Linked DNA regions of Anas platyrhynchos: region 2 is linked to region 1. A link is a contact called in public Hi-C data. All regions are on one chromosome and are shown on one strand. The core of a region is the stretch at or near the end of the contact, and the rest is flanking DNA. Distances in the headings are between cores, read along the strand shown. Region 1 overlaps BBX (BBX high mobility group box domain containing). Region 2 overlaps BBX (BBX high mobility group box domain containing).

The links. Hi-C and Micro-C count contacts between places; a contact is called where the count stands out from the background.
Region 2: a Hi-C map of skeletal muscle shows a contact between it and region 1, with 3 times the contacts expected there. The contact joins two enhancer-like sites. A contact is called at or near these places in 5 of 8 Hi-C or Micro-C datasets (F1 follicle, liver, skeletal muscle and 2 more).

The regions. Positions count from the first base shown.
Region 1 is chr1:92,107,854-92,113,041 of IASCAAS_PekinDuck_T2T, forward strand. All of the region lies in intron 1 of BBX (BBX high mobility group box domain containing), which reads left to right. Among named protein-coding and RNA genes, the nearest start is that of BBX, 42 kb to the left of the region's middle. Within about 2 kb of position 3,183, at least 2 of the 8 cell types and tissues checked have an H3K27ac peak or open chromatin away from gene starts, as enhancers often do. A contact at or near this core is called in F1 follicle, where this site is marked.
Region 2 is chr1:92,155,091-92,160,140 of IASCAAS_PekinDuck_T2T, forward strand. It overlaps BBX (BBX high mobility group box domain containing), which reads left to right. Exons shown (of 16, transcript XM_027449484.3): 5 at 1-13; 6 at 3,732-3,812. Among named protein-coding and RNA genes, the nearest start is that of BBX, 89 kb to the left of the region's middle. Within about 2 kb of position 2,316, at least 4 of the 8 cell types and tissues checked have an H3K27ac peak or open chromatin away from gene starts, as enhancers often do. A contact at or near this core is called in F1 follicle, where this site is marked.

The sequences.
Region 1 (5,188 bases), core at 1,933-4,432:
GACCGCCAAACCAACCACTCCTTCACCTGCTTAACTAAACTGACTTGGTTTGGGTGAATTCAGTGCTTTAATCTCTTATGTGCAGCGAAAGAAATAAAATGGTTAAGTAATTATGCTGTAGCATGTTAATACCATACTAGTAAAATTTAAAAAGAAAGAAATAAGAGGGGAAAAGGTAGTTTTGAAGTTCCCATTAACTTCTCACTCCTGAGGGTTTTGTTGCTGGATTTATGCTACTTTTTCTGCTGCTGTCAGTGATCGCTGTGGATATGAATAGAAGGCAGCATGTAGTATGGATGAAAGTGAGGTGAATGAGATGAATTGGGAATTTAACATGCTTGAGCTAATCTGGCAGTGGAAATGACATGAGCGGCTTAATTTTATTTAGAGCTATGTGAGGGGAGAGGCATTCATGCGTGTACACGTGTGCTGTTCCTATCTCCCCCGGCCTCTGCCAGATCCCTCTTCTAATTCCCCTCGGCCCCGAATGACGTGCTGGGATGTGCACAGGTTATCAGCTGCCAGGGCATCTGGCATTTCGGGAGCGAGCCAGGCAGCAGGAGTGGCGGCGCTGCGTTTCGTTTCGTGTTGGGCCCAGCGGCAGAGCTGAGCCACTCGCGGCGCTGACGGCCCGGGGACAGAGCTGGCGCGGGGGCTGCTGCCCCCCTGCAGGTCTTCAGCTGGCGCCCCGTGCCTGCCTCTCCTCCTTCCTCGTCATCAACCACCAGTGCGTGGTGATGGAACAGCAAAACATCTGGGTATTTCTTCGGTTAAACCCTGCCTATGGTAGATCTTCACTGTGTTCAGTTGTTGGTCTTCGTAAGCGGGTACTGGGAGTAATGTGGCATACGGTCTTGGTATGCAAGGACCCGGGGCAGCAGGCACCGAGTGACCAAGCTGAGACAGATCATGACAACTGCACTGTTTATTAGGAACAAAACCAAGGGAAATAACCTCCTCTCCAGTATGCAAAACTCCTCATTTGGAATGAAGTTGAGAATTTTAAGATGCTGTTGTATGGTAGTTTTACTTATAAGTTACTGGATTTAGGATTAAGAAGTAAAAGTTCATGTTCCCTACACACTTCCAATAGTTTCCCCTCAAATACAAACATTATGAAGTAAGATTGATTGTAGACTGTAAATCCAGTTGGAGATGTTTTTTTGCAAATGTCCTGGTAGAAGTTTGCCTCTTACACTTAGGTGTTGGAGGAGAGAACTGTCAACTGAGTGCATCTGGAAAGAAAAACTCTTAAAGCTTTTAATTAGTCCTTCAAAAAAAAAGGAATATTTTCATGTCATAAGTGTATTTTATAAAGGTCTGTACCTATACTACCATCAGTAATGTGCCAGTAATGTTAAATCAGTGCTTTCATGAAGTTTTTGACAAGTGGAGTCTTTCCTAGCATCAGTTTTGGAAGCCCAGTGCCCATATTGACACAGGTCAGAGCTGAGTAATTTTAGCATTTGTCCTGAAGTGCTATGTTATTTGATGTGCGTCCAGAAAATTGTTTTGGTGTGGGTGGGATTTCTATTGTACACGGGCATGAGGGTTCCCTCTAGGATTAGATTTCCTCATCCTCCCAAAGCTTCTTTAAGATGAATGCTTTTTGTACTGCTGAGAATTGAATTTGGCGTAAAAGCCTGTTCCAGTACATTGTGTAGCTACTGCCTGGACCACCCGAGGCTGCATCAGAAGTCCTCCAGCCAGGGTGACCAAACTCCTTCCATTTTCCATACGCTTCCTGGCCTTCAGAACAGGAAATCTGCTGGAAAAGTGCTGGAATATTTAAATAGCTGCTGTTAGCACTAATAATACCTCATTTTAGCAGGGTAGCGGAGCTAATTTCATGGGTTTATTGAGAAATCCCTTGAAGTCATTCATAATCTCAGCCTGGCTCCATCCCAACGTAGCATTTCCAGGTAACGTGCCACTGAGCAATCTGGTTTATGGGTCGTGCCAGTGCGTCTTGCTGGACAAGATGATGCATTGCATGAGCAGTGAGAGGAGGATGAGTCTGTCTGTGACAAACCTTGGCTCCCCAGCTGGGGCAGCAGCAGAAGGTAGCGCTGGAGACCTCAGAGGAACTCCTCATGCTGGCAAGCTAGCAGCCAGTGGCCTTTCTCAGGCTCTGTTGCTGTGGCAGCAGCTGGAAGTCATAGGTTTAAAGCCATAGGTTTAGTTTCCAGAGGGGTGAACGGTTTGCAGCAGGGGGCAGGCTGCCACAGGGCCTGTGTGGAAGTGGAATACTGATGGCAGCTGGGTGACAAGTGTCTGGAATTTCTAAATCCTTCCTGTTTTTTCCCCAGCAAATGAAAAGGAGCAGCAAAGCAATCTTCAAATACAGTACTTGATGCAAATACAGTACTTGATGCTTCTCTGAATATAATGGTCATTATGTGAGTGATTGACAGGTTATTTCAGTTTATCTCATGGTACATTTGTGTGTCAAGCACTTCCTTTAAAGTTAGCAGAGATCTGTAACACCTCAATTTCTAATATAATGAAGGGCAGGTCCCACAGATGTGATTGCACAAACCCATTCAGTGTTACTCATTTAAAAAAAAAAAAGGTTCAAGAAGCACAGCATTCTTCTGCGTACAAAACTTTTGTCACCCTTGGCATTCTGTTGATTATCCTTATTGCTAGAATGGTTAATAAATACTGAATGCAGTATTCCTTATATTGTATTTTTTCGCAGCAGCTGAATCTTACTGCAAACGCTTCACAAACCTGCCAGTGGAAGAGTTAACAATGTATTCATTGTTATGGAAGAAACAACTAAATTAGGGTTATGCTATGGTGGAGACTCAAAGTACATCTTTCATCCCCCCCTTACAGACGTGTACATGCACAGATTAGGCACAGTAAGGAAATCTAGCTGGGAGTTTGAATTGTTTTCATTCCCCTTTTTCTTAGCCTTCTGTATGCACCAAGAATGGAATCGGATATGTGAGTGTTTGATTCAGAAAGCGTGAAAGCTAGCAGTACCCCTGTTCATTTGTTTTGTTTCTTGACAAGCTTTTATAGAAAACTGCTGCATTTGATTAATATATATATATACACATATATATAAGTAATAACTAGATATCTGTGGCCTTTTCCCCTCACCCCCGCACACACTGTTTTGGTTGGCCCCTCTGATAAGGGCTGTAACTGGGCGATGACATAGCTTTGGGGAATGAAGGAACATGGCATGCTGTTCGGCAAATACGGTCTGCAAACACAGGTTAATGGTTAACTGTGCTTAAGTCTGGAAACCATCATATAGTAATTACAGCTAATTACGAGGTGATACAAGTGCATTGACATGTGATGTCCTCAGAGCACACTGTAACTTTATAAAGTGCCATTGGGAAAAGGGTTTGGATCCTACTGCATCTTCGTAGGACAGAAGTGCAGTTCTTCAGTATAAAATCACCAAATAACCTTCATTGCAAAGCCAGGTATAAGCATGTAGGCCCGTCTGCTTTAGTGAAAGTTTCATGTGCATACCTCTAAAGAAAAATTATTCGATTAGCTCTTTAAGGTGTAGCAATCCATCCAGCTGTACAATAAATTATCACCTCTGCTGGGGCCAGGAGCACTGCGTAGAGCGGAGGTAGTCCCTGGTGGTGCAGTTTGGAGCTGTTCAGGAGCCCGTCCCTAGCACGCTCTATTTTGGCTTCTGCAGATGTCTTGGCTATGCACCAAAACGCAAAAATATCGAGCGCGCTGTGCTCCCCTATGACTCTCCTCCTCTTCTGGGGTAGCCTCTGTGAAATCAAGAGTTTTTATTACCAATTTTCCTGCCTTTCTGCCTTCAAATAAGAGGCAGTGGCAGAACACAAAGCTGTCCTTCCTGATATTTTTTTCAAGATTATAAATGAATCTGTTCCTCATCCCATGGTCTTTACCCTTTTTATTATAATAATTACGGGTTTGTACCTTCGGCTGAAAGTCACATTCTGCAAACAGATTTCAGCTCCTGTGACTGCTAACACTTCTGCATGTAGCTGATCTCGCCAATGTTGCACAAGGTCAACAGGAGAGCTGTGATGAGTGAGGGCTCAAAGGCCGTGGCTCTTAAATCTTGATCTTGAGGATATTTACGTTTAGGTGTGACTCTTCCACCAAACCTCCCTTCTGTTGACCTCAGGGATTACTTGTGTGCTTGAAAGGGAGCCCAAACGTAAATGCTCACAAGTTGGTGACCACAGGACTAAGAGGTGGGGTGTAAGAACACCACTGCAAAGCCTGGGGCTGGCCAAATTTAATCCACCCTATGAGTTGGCCATCCAAATGGGCTGCCTGGCCTCCACCTACTGCTCCAGAAGGGTGGATGTCTTCTGGGGGCCTGCTGGCACATCTGTCAGTCCCTGGGGGGGGGGGTCTCCATCACTTCTCATGGCACAGGAGGCCTGGCTTAGGCAACAGAACCCTGTCCTGAATAGCTTAGCTCTGTGCCAGAGTATTGAAATCTTTACTGAACAGGCAACGTTGGGATAAAGATGCGGCTTCATTAGGATTTTAAGAAGTAGCATTTCTGCTGTTTATTAAGAAAGCAATAATTACTTTGCGTTGTCATGACACTGCATCAGTCTCCCAAGGCAGGCGTGATTACCCTGGGTAGCTTTCTGTAATGCACTGGGGATGCTCGCGGTGCTGGAGGGTGTGTTGAGGCAGAGGTGCAGAACCGATGGTGGTAGGGGCTGAGCTGGTCTGTGTCTGGTAATGCAGGGAGAATAAAAACATTGTCTTGAGTCCACTCAGGTTGCTTCAGTTCTCTGTCAGCCTTTTATTTGGTTGATAGTGTTAAGAAGCAGCTCTGATGTCTGTAAAAATGCCCTTTATGAAGAGGGGGAGAAGTACTCGCATAGATGTTTTATGTGTTTCTGCAATCACAGAAATACATCTCTGAATGCACAAAGCAATTAAGAATCCAAGACATCATCGTTTCTTAAGAAAAAAAAAAATCATCCTTTGCAAGTGTGAGTTGTTTTCCAAGTGATTTGTAACTGACTGTTGTGGTGGAACTAATTTTGGACAACTAATCCTTTTACTTAATTTAATTACATCATAAAAGGCCACTCCTGCAGTGGATTTAAAGCCACTTTCTCTTGTACAATACACAAAAATATGATTTGGCAGTGGAGAATAACAATCCCTAGCTGACACCTAATGCTCCTAATTGCTGCATTACTGTGAC
Region 2 (5,050 bases), core at 1,066-3,565, 46 kb after region 1:
GACTGCACAAGAGGTAAGGAACTCTCTTCTCTCCCTCAACACAAGCCCTCAGTTTAAAAAGAGCTCTGAAAAGGACTATCTGCCAAGTGGGAAGTGGAATTTAAGATACATCTTAGGTAACCTAAGGTGGAACTGAAGTGTGAGCCTGGTGATGTGAGTCTTGTACTCCAACAGTGACCATAGACATCAGGCCTGGGTTTGATACCAGTTCTGTATTAACTCCAGACTGATGAATATGTGATCAAACCAGGCAGGTCTGCCCAGTGAGAGGATGCTGTTGCAAATGGAAGGATTGCCATACACTGACTGTTAACAAACAGGCAGTTTGCAAGCTCTTTGGGCAAGGGATTCATACACTTAAGTGCTTGCGTAATGCCTCACACAACTGTGGCCTTGGCACTCATAGCAAAGTCAATACAGAATAATTTCCATACAGTCAGTGTAATTATATATGCGCTCTGAAACCATGCAAGTGCTAACAAGTAATCAGTGTATTGCAGTCTGTTCCTATTGACTAAGTCTTTGCCTGAAAAGAAGTTTGTCGTTCAGTTGCCATCAAACATTTTGTATTTACAAAAGGCTCCAGTAGGTAAGAGTGTTTCTGTGGATCTCCAGGAGCGCAGGGACCTCCAGTCTTTTGTCAGACTGATTGTTATTTGTGACCTACTTTGTGGGCCAGTTTTGAAAATTGTTCATAAGGTGGTTTGTATGTTGGGTAAAATAGGTAGTCATTCTCCTTTTGATTCAGTATTCTAGTGATGATTGGATATGGAGCAAATATTTCTTAGGCTTGTGTTGCCCCAAATGCAGTAAAGTTCCTAAAAACTACTTAAAAACTACTACTTTCACTCCGTGAAAAAGGTTCAGGAGTTGCTTAACTCTGGAACACATTTTGAACCGATTTTATATGGATATGAGGCTATAAATCATATGCCATATATCTAAAACTCTGACATTGCTATTTAAAAAAAAAAAAAAGAGAGAGAGGGAGCTGGAACGTAATTCTAAAAGGATTCCAAGTGATATCCTGTAGTCTTCATTGTTCCTGAAGTGTGTGTGTACATAGAGGAATCACATGCATATATGTGGTTCTTAAATTGGGGGACTGCCAGAGTTAGGATTGCCTATCTACATTTAGTTTGACTGCTTGTATATGTACGATTATGCAGACTTGGGTGGCCTTGTAAGCAAACATCTTAAAATACTATTAGCATCTTAAAAGTTGTTGATACAAAGGAGGGGCGCGCTGACACGGTTTGTTCAGAACCTCAGAAATGATGAGGAAAAGGATCCTTACGTAACAGCTCTGCTAATCCCGAGTAAATTTATTCAACGCCCACTGCTTTTCTGCTAAGTGTGTGCTAAATGGATATATAGGGGCTTTTCAAATCCGGGTGGTTAAAGTCAGCGTTGTCAGAGCTCCAGATAGCAGGTAACAAAGCGAACATGCACCAGCAGGAAAAGGGGAAAGGGGCACCGTAGTGATGCTTACTAAAGTGCTTTAGTCACCATCTTTCTGTTCTGGTTATGTTCCTATTTTGGTCATTTTTTTTCGATACACCAGAAGGCTTTTTATCTGATAACAGAATTCGGTGTTGATGTGTGATTGATTTCCAAGCACATTTCCAAGCCTTGAGCTCTTAAACAGGCAAGAAATGTAAAAAACCTTAGCAACAGTAGGTAAAGGATACGGGTAAGCGATGACTTTTCACCTGATACTTGTGTCCTTCCATCAGTTAAGCAGAATTGTGGGGCGTATACGAGCACATTTTGTCAAACACCTGAACAAAAATGTTTACCGGGACTGTTCTTGTAACTGGTTGCACGAGACAAAACCTCATCCTGCCGCTGCTCTGCTCATTAAACTGCAATAAACCTGAACTCCACGAGGCATGCTCCTGGCGTTCAGGCTCCTTCCCAAGGCCGTGAGGACAGTTGCTTGCCTTAGAGCAGCACCTAGCGGTCTCTGTGCTTAACTTCCCAGAAAGCCCTGAATTTGTAGCACAGTCCAAAAGGTGGCTCTTCTGCCAGTTCCCCCTTGCTGCTGCCCTGCATATCAGGACCAGATGCAAATCTTGGATCACTCAGTGAGGAAGGAGGACGTGTGAGCCAGGTGCTGTCCTGTGCCTCTCATTTATTTCAGAGCAGGCCATGGTAAGTAACCCACAGGGGACTGTGAGGATGCGGAGGCAGCATCCCGACGGCTTCCTCCTGGCTGAGAATGAGCGGTTGTCTGGCCCGCGGTGCCAGGCTGCCCAGGGCCCGCACGCAGCGGTGTTGCCTGGGGTGTAAATCAGAAACAAAGATTGTTTGAGTGCAGCTGAGGATAAGCCAGTAGGAGGAGAGAGGAGAAGAAATGATGCAATGTTGAGTACTCTGTATTACAGCAGGAAATGAGAGCCATGCAATGGCACTGTTAGTACAACTGTGCCCTTCAGTAATTACTGTATCTCTTTGGTCAACTTCAGCTTGGCAAAGATTAGAAACCCCAGAGACTGTTAATTTCCCCCAGGTTGTGAGTGTGGGCACAACAGCTCTTGTGTTGCAAAGGCAGAACCTCTGCAGCAGATTCCTGTGCTTGTGTACTTGCCATGCACGAGCATCTTGGGGCAGCCAGCAGCAGGAGCAGCAGAACAAACTGCATGTACTGTAGGCCTGGTGAATCTGTGGCACTTGGTTCTTGCAGGCAACAGACACAGTTGCTAGCCAGATCTCATGTGGCCAAATAAATGCTATTGACACACCCATTCTGATAAGAAATGAGGTGAAAAATATATTTGCATTGAAATATTTCAAATAACATGGAATTCCGTGAAAAATTGAAAATCATTAGGGGAAAAAAAACTCCATCTTGTTACCTACCTTTCGAAAATCCCACAAGGCCTCCTTCCTTTCTGCTGTTTTCTATGAGTTATGTTACGTACCGTATTTTATATTAATAATGCCTCAGCTCCTAGGAGTCAGACATGTAAATATTTTACACTCAAACGTGTCATTTCCTATTCAGTACAATCCCTTTACAGAAGGATGCTTGAGTAACAAATTTCTGGCTAATAAGAGCAGTATAGGTAAGGTCTTATGAAATCAGATGAGGCTGGCTGTTGGTTTGGGGTTTTGAGCAGTCATTTCTTTGTGTTTTGATTTCAGAAGTTATGATGCTTGATTGTACTGCTTCTCATAAGCACCCCTAAACAGATGTTTATGTTTATTATTTGAGCAGTTTAAGGCTTGTGGCACCCTTAACTACTTATTTTCATGCTGTGAAGTGATTAGCAATTATTTTTGTCACTAGGCAACCCTTAGTGGTTTCAAAAACTTCCTTCTTAGCTTCTAAGTAATTAATTTTCTTCGGAATGGAAGTGTAAATTAAAGAGGTAGTAGATAGCATCATGAATACCAGGTATCTGTGTATGCAGCCCAAAATCATCAGTGTAGTATTTGTTGTGTGCAACTCTTCTGCAGTTTGGAATAAAAAAAACAATCCCTGGTATTATCATGCTCTTTCTTATTAGGCAATTGTGAAATACATTAAAATGGGTGCTAAGCTATGTTTTCACCTTTCATTTTGATTCAACCAGGATTCAACCAGTCCGGGAATCTGAAACATTACATTGTCCATTTTCTCTTAAACACAGCATGTTACTGCTGCCTGATACTCCATTTTGCCTACTACTGTTCTTAGCTTGAAAGAAAAACCCTTGAGGTCTTACTCTCCACGCTTCTTGTTTCAGGTTTCCTCGAATACTTGCCAATCTGATGCGACTAATTCTACGGAAGTGTGTCAGAAGTCGTCATTGTTTCAGTTTGCAGAGGTGAGTTTCTTTAGAAGGGAATGGTTTTTGTTTATGTTTTCTTTTTCAAAAGGTATCTGGTGTTTAGCTGAAAGAGAAATTAAACACCTCTGACTGGAATTCATGGCAGTATTTCTTCCTTGTTTTGAGGTTTATGTTACTGGATTGTGTATCTGGTAGATGTGTCTGGCTTGAAGTGCAGGAGATTGTGTTCAGGAACATGATTGAAACCCTAGAGCAATAATAGAGTTGTGGTTTAAGCAGTGATTTAGGATGTGTCATTCCTGCACTTAGGTATTAACTGGAGTCTAACTGACTGAAGTCTCAACAGGTATATTTGGGTGTCATTTAGCCATTCTGACTGCTTTAGGCCCTGACTCCATCAAAAATAACTGTAGTTCTGGAACTTCCAAGATTTTCTTCTATTCTGTAACCACAAAACAGCTCTATGCAACTATGCTTTGGTTTTGCAATGTGCAACATTTTTGTTAATGTATTTCCACTAATAGCTAGATAGTGCTACTGAACTGTGTTTTTTTTTTTTTTTTGCTTTTGTTTTTAAATACGGCAATTTTTAATTCAAGGTCTAATGGATTTAGTTGACAAAAATAACATGACGCAAATGAGGTTGCAGGGAGTCCTGGCCCTTTGTAAGCATCACTCGCTTATGTCCTTTTCAACTTCTTAAATGACGATAATCTAAGTGGCTTAAATATTTAGCTGTATAAATATTGATTGTACAGGATGCTGGGTGGCATTTGAGAAGGTGTGTATGGAAAGAAAGTTTATTAGAGCAAGGGCTTCTTTTATTACCTGGTTTCAGACCAGCCATGAATCTTACTGTCTTAATACTCCTTGCTGTGTGCACCTTCATATTCCTCCCTAAATGTCATCGCTTTAGGAGTAGATACATACCAGGCCCGGCATACATGATTTTGTTTTAACATTAACCCACAAGACCGTGAGATCTGAGGCTTTGAAAATGTATTAGAAAATGATTAATGCACTGATCCTTTATTCCTGATTAAAGGTAATGGCCAGAATGAAATACATAACCTGTGATTAAGCTCCTAAACAGCCTGCTGGCTTGTCTTGTTAGGAAACGCCTGGCTTGCTGTTAATGAAAACAATACTTAAAAGCTTCTTAAAATTGGTTAATTCCAGTGTTAATTATGGGACTAATTCAACATCCATCTTCCAGTATTTCTGAGATACTTTTGTGTACTTAAACTGTCAGTTGAGCAACATAAAACATTGTA